3 separate regions of the Gossypium hirsutum genome follow, and regions 1 and 2 are each linked to region 3. The links are chromatin contacts, called in public Hi-C maps. All regions are on one chromosome and are shown on one strand. The core of a region is the stretch at or near the end of the contact, and the rest is flanking DNA. Distances in the headings are between cores, read along the strand shown. Region 1 holds the start of LOC107926769 (AP-3 complex subunit sigma). Region 2 holds the start of LOC121211334. Region 3 holds the start of LOC107926744 (succinate dehydrogenase [ubiquinone] flavoprotein subunit, mitochondrial).

Region 1 (2,990 bases), core at 277-2,776, 300 kb after region 3:
CACGATGTCAAGCTCGCAAACATTCTGGAAGCATTTGTCCAACGTTTCCACAAAAACTGAAGGCAGCACATCTAAAGTAAGTAAAATGATCTAATATTTGAAAGAAAAATCAGCAATTATTATGATACCCAGCTGTCTAGTTTTTAAAGGAAAAGCATGACAAACCTGATAAATTATTGTCATCAGAGAACATGCAATTTTAGGGCTAAGCATCCATTAAATCTTGTAGCTTAATAACAATAATCACAAACATCATTCATGCAAAAAAGATGGTTATATACAGGTAGCATCTAGAAAGCATACTGATGCTATCGAGCTTTCCACTTAAAAGAAACCTGAGGTAAACTTAACTAAGTTGGGACTTGGGAGGCAAAACAACAGTGATCACTGATTCCAGCACACCTGAAAATCAATTTTATTTTCCAGTTTTCGCTAAATGCTCAAAAAGTAAAATCTATTTCATAAAAGGTGTATCCGAAATGAACTCAACCATAAATAATCACAAAGACCATAAAAGCGGATCTAGTCAGCTTTGCAGAAAAGGTTTTCTTATCCATAATACAAGATTTAAGTATTCAGAAATCTCCAAATATTGAGTAAATAGAAATCCTGGTTTGAAAGGTAAGCCCTAAAAGAAAAAAAATGGAAAGATACCTTGTATCAAGTCAAGCACGGCTAGCTCGTTTTCAGAACTATCAAATACAAAGACAAAGTAAAGTGTAGCAAAATGCTTGTATACAAGACGACTATCCTGCAAGTGAGAATTATGTAACAATTAATAAAGTTCTAAAGCAGAGTCGTAATAAAGCTCTGGAAGTTATTAACAAGGCTCAAATAAAAGTTCAAATCACGAGAACATAAGTGAAAATCAATTGGAAACAACTCTTACAAGAACGAGAGAAAGTTAGGAAAATAAAAGAAATTACCAGACCAAAAATTGATTCCGCATCTATGAAATTGCTTACGTTCTCAGCTCTACTGCATAAGACTGTTAAAAAAAATCAAAATCAAAACTGAAGGGAAAACAAAAGAAAACGACATAAAAAAAGATATCTATAAGTAGGAATTCAAGCATGATCGATTAGATGGAATACCAAACAAGATCACAAAAAAAAATGAAAACGAGTTTCAAGCGATCCAGAGAGGGCAATTCAAACCAATCGCAAGCTAAACTAAGAACAAATCGAGAGAAAGGAACCTGAAAAGACGCCGCGAATAAGCTCCTGCTGCTTCTCCACTGACTGATTTCAACCAAATCCGGGGCCACGTCGATTATTGAGAAGGAATTTGAATCGGTATGCAAGATTGCGGACTTCGAAAATGAAAAGTGGAGAGAAACTTACCAGATACTCATAAAATTTTGCCAGTCGTGACTTGCCTTGAGTGTTCATCACCATGACAGCTTTTATCATCTTCGCTCCTTTCGCTCACTCTAACCAAACAGTAATCTGGATTCGTTAAATATGTTCGCATCTGAGTATATAATGTAAACGGAAGGGAAAAGGTAGTCACTCAATTATGGGTAGATTTTAGTTTTGATTATTTAATTAAAAATAATTATAATTTGGTGACTGACATTTTTGAATTTATTTTCTTATCCCGTCCGTAATTAGAGGCGACCCCATTTTAATTAATATGATGATATTTTATTCCCTAAATTTTATATTTTCTAAAAAATAAGGAAAATTGTTTTTCACTATAAGAAAATGAAAATGAAAATGAAAAAGAATTTTTAAGATTTGATTTTTTGAAAAATAATTTAAATTAATTTAAATTTTTAATTGGACTTTTTTATTTAAAAATATTAAAAAATTAAAAAATTTGAAAATGGTATACCAACTTAGTTATTTACAAAAATGGTATATCAATGGTGGTAGAGAGTGTTGCATAGGCGGCACCACCCTTATTTTCTGACGCACATCGTTTTTAACTAAAAAAATAATTTTTTAATGGTGCAACCTTGTTGATACGCGACACCAAAGTATTTTTTCCCATATAATTCCAATACAAGGTTTAAATACGAGTTTAGGACAGGTTTGGGTGGTGGTGCCTATGGGAAAAGCTGCACCAAGGGTGGTGCCCATGTTATAAGTGGCACCAGTGGTGCCAATTTTGTAGGCGGCACTACTGGTGCCAATCTTGTAGGCGACATCAGTTCCCGGCCATTATTTAAGCAGTGTTTGGGAAAAAAAATTTGAGAATTCAAATACAGTAAAAAAAACTCTGTAGAAGAAGAGTAAATAGACAAAGAAGAATTCACAAGGTTAGTATATATGAAATTCATTTTTTACATTACACTAATTATTTTGCTTGAAATTGTATTGAGAATTTTTATTTCTTTTTTAACAAATCTAATATTGAATATGGATAATCAATTTTTCGTATGTGTTTATTTCAATGGAGTAATTTGACAACAATAGTTGGATGTATAATTGAATGTTGCCAACAAATAGCAATGAGATTTAATAGAAATGTCTAGGTTGATGATATGAAGGAAATGATTAGTGCAAAAATTGTTAGACGACGTGGGAGAAGGATCTCGAAACTTTTCTACAAGTTTTCAGTTTCGATAGATTTCATCAAATTCACCGAGATAGAACTTGTAGACGATGAACACGTGGAGACAATGGTCACTTTTTTGTGGGAATCAGAGACACCAAAATGCACCAATTCAGTTATTTGTTGAGTTAGTTGATGTGGAGTCAGCTGAAGATCTCACTCCATTACGTGAAGAACATGGAGTTCAAGATCCGTGTATAGTGGTTCTGATATCATACGTTGATAGTCAATCAATTGTACGCGGGTTTGGCGTCGATCTTAATGCTGCACCTGAGACTGATGCGGATGTTGATGATGGATATGATAGTAGTGATCCTTTTGATCACAAGGTCGATTGTGATGGTGATCCTAATATAGACGAGGTCTCGGATGATATCGACGATGAAGGCACGAATGATGATAGAAATGTTAACGCGTCTTCAGTCTGGAAC
Region 2 (2,868 bases), core at 295-2,794, 400 kb after region 3:
AGCTCGGGTAATTCTTGCGTGTCTAACTTTTGCTTGGACTTGTTACAGAACAAGAACATGCCATATCCACTGCAAAGCGCAAAAGATAGCCGTGGAAGCAATGGAAATAGCAGTAGTAACAGCTCAGGGAAAGGCAATGATCCTCTCTTAGCTCGCCGATGTGCTAACTGTGACACCACTTCTACACCGCTTTGGAGGAATGGTCCAAGAGGCCCAAAGGTAATAGACATCACAAATTAACAATTCTATCTTTGTAAACAAGTATAGTTGGTTCTTTTTTCTTTTCTTTTGTTTTGTTTTTTTTTTTTTTGAAATTATTGTTTAGTTGCAGTCACTTTGCAATGCCTGTGGAATTCGATTCAGAAAAGAAGAAAGAAGAGCAACAAATGCAATCAAGTCATCAGGTGCAACAGGTTCAATGTTGGAGCAATTACAACATCTTGGCTATCATCACCACCAGAACAAGAACAATTCACGGGTTCATCACTCGCAAAGCCAGAAAATTCCATGTTTCTCACCTGTCAATGGATTCAGGTTCATTGAAGATACTGATCGAGATTCTGCTACTGGCATTCCCTTCCTTTCTTGGAGACTCAATGTCCATGACCTTACAAGATAAGAAGAAAATAGAAGGAAAAAAAAGGAAGAAGAAGAAGAAACAGAAAAGAAACCCCACCCCTCATTGACGGTCAAGATCATGCAGCAATGACTGAAACGTTTCACGATGACGATGCTGTGGATGCTTAAATGGTAGTAGGTCGTATCTTCATTTTTCTTTTGCAAGTGATTCACTTTCACTTTAGGAGATTTGAGAGAGTTCAATTAATTTCAGCACTGTTTTTTTCACTGATTTCCCTGATGTAATGTAATATAGAACTACGTGTTACCTTATATATGCCAAAAACAAACAAACAAACAAACTTAATGCACAAATTGCCCCTGAAGTATACAGATTTTCTCAAATTAGTACATAAAGAAATTTACACAACAGTTCAAGACTTAAAAGTTTATTTTCAGTTGGCATTAACTTTTTTGTTAATACAAAAAGATATAAATTTGAATGTGTTAAAATATATTTTTTTTATTTAAGAATTAGAGAAGAGTTACGAATAATTTTAGAAATCTTGATGATACACTAAAGCTTTCCATAAAAATTAAATTTTAAAAATAATAATAATAATTAAAAGTGAGGAGAGAGAAGTGGCAGGTTTTAATTGGTAGGATAGGAGGCTGTTGTTTTTTTAAGAGTGTTAATACTTTGAGAAAAACCATATAACAAAATAAACTTTATTAGTATATTTTAAGAGGCAATTTATGCACTAACCAAAAACAAAAGTGGTTTTCTTTTTCATGTTATATGAACTGAAGTTTAGTTAGATGCGACTCTCGAATCTTACGCAAATTCTTTGTATTTTTTCTATTTGGTCTAATTATACACAATCTTTGCACTCTTTATTTAATCTTCCTGCTTTTATTTTTAGAGCTTTACTTGTTTATTTAAAAATTAAATTTTAAAAGAATCTGCAGAGAATGGAGACAGAGATTTCTGGCAATGGTATTGAGAGTGAATCTCATTCTGGTGGTGATCGAAATACAAAAAAAGTAAGATTCAAGGAAGCGGTTGATGGAGAAATAAGCAACATGGCAGTTGATTCCGACCAACAGCCGATTTTGTCTTTTAAAGACAAACTTTTGGGGGGAGGTGTTGCCTTTCTTGATGGAAATCTTGAAGGAAACTTAGATAAGAATGAGAGTGATTTTGAGTTAATGGATGGGGATGTTAACAAGTCCATAGTTAATAGGATCCCTGCAATCGACTTCTCAGAGCGAATCAAAGACTTGCTATTTAAGTAGATGGAGTTGACGGTGATTCTCAAATTATTAGGGCGTAACATCGGATATAATGCGCTTCATAATCGTATCACTAATCTATGGAAACATGTGAAAACTTTTTATCTAATGGATATTACTAATGGGTATTTCTTGGTTAAGTTTCAGGACATTGTTGATTATAACAAGGTCTTAATACAGGGTCCATGGATCATTTTTGGTCAGTACCTTATGGTACAACCATAGACAAAGTCTTTTAACCCAGCACAACCATACCCCAGTGTGGTGATGGCTTGGATTCGTTTACCGGGGCTTCCGGGCTACTTATACAAAAAACACATCATTGAAGCTATTAGAGGGTTAATTGGAAAAGTGGTCAAGCTGGATGTACAAACGGATAACAGAACTAGAGGAAAGTTTGCTCGATTGGTTGTGCTTATCAATCTTGAAAAACATCTGATATCTCATGTTTTGGTTGATGGCGCTGTGCAAAAGGTTGAATACGAGCCCTCCCGACGGTGTGCTTTAGTTGCGGACAATATGGACATACAAAGGAGTTGTGTCCATCGGTGGGGGTGAATCTGAGCCCGGGGAGCCCTGTGGCTGCGACGACAGCATCTATTGGTGGTGATGACGGTGGAGGTGGTAAGGGAAGGAAAGTGATTATGGGCCATGGATGTTGGTGGAGAGAAAATCCCAGCATGGTCAACGGGGTTCTCGGTTTAACGAAGGAATAAATTTGGGAAAGGGAACGTTGGGTTCTAGATTTTTGCCTTTAAATGTGGAAGCTGATTTAGGTGGCGAAATTAGTGGAGCTGCTGGGGAAATTTTGGAGAAGGAAGGCACTGTTTGTGCTGCTGGTGAAAGGAGTAGTGGTGAAGATAGGGTTATTTCTAAAGGGGGTTCGGGTAGGGCTAGTTCTAAGAGTCTTTTGGGTCAGGTTGGAGAGGTGACCCATGGGAATAGAGTAGGCTTTATGCCTTCAGTTGGGTCTGCTTTGGGCTTCGTTTCCACCAGGCCAGGAAATGTTGTGACGGG
Region 3 (2,831 bases), core at 69-2,568:
GTTTTTGCAGTCCATGAAGAGCACCCGTAATTGATACCGACTTGCATAAAAGGAATAATTTATCAACATAAAATGTTTCATCGTAAATGGTTTAACATCATAAAATTAGGGTGCGAATATTATTTCATCTCATAGCTTGTATATATTAAATTTTATAATTTTATAATATTAATTTTTGTTTAATTTTTAATAGATTTCTTCAAAAAATATTAATTAATTAAAAACATAATATAATTACAAAATATTCAATTTTAAAAATAATACAAAAAAATTATCATAATTTAAATATTAATATTAATACATTAAAATTTAAATAATATTATTAATAAATTCTTATTGGTTATTTATTATATATATTGTTAAATTAATTTGTTTTAATGTTAAAATTGTCAATATTTGATTTATTTTAATTTTATATTTTTCTTTGCTCTATTTAATCAAGGAATGTAATTAAATCTTATTATATTATAAAAAGAAATATAAATTTAATCTGATAAATATTATTAATATGTGACTTTTTTTTAACTATATTCTGAGCTTAACAATTTGATATTCATTAATTTTAATATTATAACATTAAAGGTTAATTCAATCAAGTAAAATCTTAAAATAATGAGATAATTTATTTAAAATTAACTTTATATTTAACATATATAAAATTATAAAGAAAAGAATTAAACAAAAGGCATAAAATAACTTAGAAAAAATTAGAAGGCATGAAGCAAAAGAGTAATTTATCCAAATTGTAAATAAGTGCTTCAAATGAAGAATGTTATGTGTCAAAAAAAGTTAATGTGAGCATGGCTTTTTTTTATAACCTTATACTGTTATAGTATAACATTTATTTAAAATTAATTATAAGAACATATGATTTTTCTATAATTAGTGGGAAAAAAATAAAATTACTTTAGATCAAACTTAATTTATTATATTGCTACTAAATTAAAAAACTGTTGAGATAAAAATATATAAATTTGATATAAAATTTGGCATATTTCAAAAATTAAAATGTTCCCCTCCCCCAATAAAAATTGGTTTCATAGTTTGACGCTAGATCTCGTGATACTTTTACTTTTCATGGATATATTGTTTTTGTTTTGTTTTTAAATAATTTTTTATATATAATATTATATAAATATATTTTAATTACATTTGTATAAATATATTTATACGTTAATATAAAATTTAAGATTACTAAAAGAATTCAATAATTTAATTAAATAATTAAAATTTATTTTTTAAATATAATTATAATAAAACAAAAAAGATTAAGATAAAAATACATTAAAAACTAATTATAATTCCTCAAAAAAATTCATAGAATGCAAAAGAAATGGCATTACGGTAGTTATCTTGAAAAACAAAGGGTAAGTGTAACGGCATACTGCGTCAAATGAGCTATTATACCCTTTCCAACTACGCCGCCATCATTTTTGCTCTCTTCCCTCCTCCAGGCAGTAACTATTCTCAGCAAATATATATATACATAAACAAAATTAACCACACGCCTTCCAATATCCACAACTCGCAAAAGGGAAAAAAGCATCCAACAAAGTAGGCGGAGATGTGGCGCTGCGTTTCTCGTAGCCTTCGAGTTCCATATTCCAACAGATCAGTTGCCGCTAACTCTCTTAGATCTAACATTTCCAGTTTCTTCTCCACTCATGCTGTATGCTTCTTTCTTTTCTAGGGTTTTTGAGCTCTTTGTTCCGCTTTTAATTTCTGTTTCTTTTCTGCTTTCAAAATCAATTCCTGCTTTGTTTTTATATTCTCGTTTTCCCAACGATTGCTGGGTTTTTTTCGGGTAGATTCTGATTAGTTTTACCTATATGTAATTTGAATCGTTTTAGTGTTTGTACTGTTTGGCTGCTGAGAAAGTTGTCCAAGGAAAAGAATCCATAGAATCTACGCATTATTTTCTTAAATCATCTTTAATTTTAGCTCGATTCAGTTGACTTCCCTAATATACAGTAGAAACAAATACCATCTGGAACTTGATCTTAGTTAACATCTTTTTCTAATGGGATAAGTTCCGTTTTCTGCCCATGTTGATTACTTTAGCTGATGTTATGTAAAATGCATATATTTTCGATTTTTTGCTAAGTATTATCTTTTTCTTTCTTCTGATTGGTTGGGAATGTTTTATAGAATTTATATATTTATTAAAAGAAAAAAAAACTGAACCAGAAGTATTTTGGTGATGGACATTTGCGATCATTGCAGGGGTCCCCTTATACAATAGTGGATCATACGTATGATGCAGTTGTGGTTGGTGCTGGTGGTGCGGGGCTGAGAGCAGCCATTGGTCTTTCAGAGCATGGATTTAATACTGCTTGCATAACTAAGCTTTTCCCAACTCGTTCACATACTGTTGCGGCTCAGGTTTTTAGACTATATGGTGTTCATGATTATGAGTTATGCTGTTTCTATTATTCAGGGCATGCTTGTGTTACAGTGGCTATAGATAAATGGGATTCATCATTCTTGATTTTATGGGCATATTGGTTCTACAGTTTAGTGGTTTCTGTACATAGTACTTGTCTCTTTGCTATTGTTCCCTTTCTTATCACAGATGTCTGTGTTGCACAATAACTGATGTTCTCCTTGTCCAACTAAGACCGAACAAACATGTTCAAAAGAAAAAAAAGAAGAAGAAGAAGAAGAAGAAGAAGAAGAGAGACTGCACAAACGTGAAGTTCACCAAAATAATTTTTACTACCTCAAATATGAATTTTTTAAAACTTCTTCAAATATCATAAATTGCCACTCTTACACTTTCCATATTATGATCCATTTGTGTCTTTTGCATTTTTCTTGAATATAGTGTCTTT

Evidence for each region. A called contact is a pair of places that touch in the nucleus more often than the background predicts.
Region 1: a contact with region 3 is called in a Hi-C map of leaf, with 3 times the contacts expected there. The contact joins the promoter of LOC107926769 here to the promoter of LOC107926744 in region 3. A contact is called at or near these places in 15 of 34 Hi-C or Micro-C datasets (anther, callus, cotyledon and 4 more).
Region 2: a contact with region 3 is called in a Hi-C map of hypocotyl, with 5 times the contacts expected there. The contact joins the promoter of LOC121211334 here to the promoter of LOC107926744 in region 3. A contact is called at or near these places in 12 of 34 Hi-C or Micro-C datasets (callus, hypocotyl, leaf and 1 more).

Annotation. Positions count from the first base shown.
Region 1 is chrA12:15,575,345-15,578,334 of Gossypium_hirsutum_v2.1, reverse strand. LOC107926769 (AP-3 complex subunit sigma) reads right to left here and starts at 1,526. Exons shown (of 7, transcript XM_016857699.2): 1 at 1,344-1,526; 2 at 1,199-1,241; 3 at 927-988; 4 at 655-751; 5 at 1-71. The coding sequence starts at 1,412.
Region 2 is chrA12:15,473,516-15,476,383 of Gossypium_hirsutum_v2.1, reverse strand. It overlaps LOC121211334, which reads left to right and starts at 1,544. Exons shown (of 2, transcript XR_005906650.1): 1 at 1,544-2,868. It overlaps LOC107939028 (GATA transcription factor 18), which reads left to right. Exons shown (of 2, transcript XM_016872322.2): 1 at 1-219; 2 at 332-891. The coding sequence ends at 619.
Region 3 is chrA12:15,873,459-15,876,289 of Gossypium_hirsutum_v2.1, reverse strand. It overlaps LOC107926744 (succinate dehydrogenase [ubiquinone] flavoprotein subunit, mitochondrial), which reads left to right and starts at 1,318. Exons shown (of 16, transcript XM_016857666.2): 1 at 1,318-1,669; 2 at 2,224-2,382. The coding sequence starts at 1,565.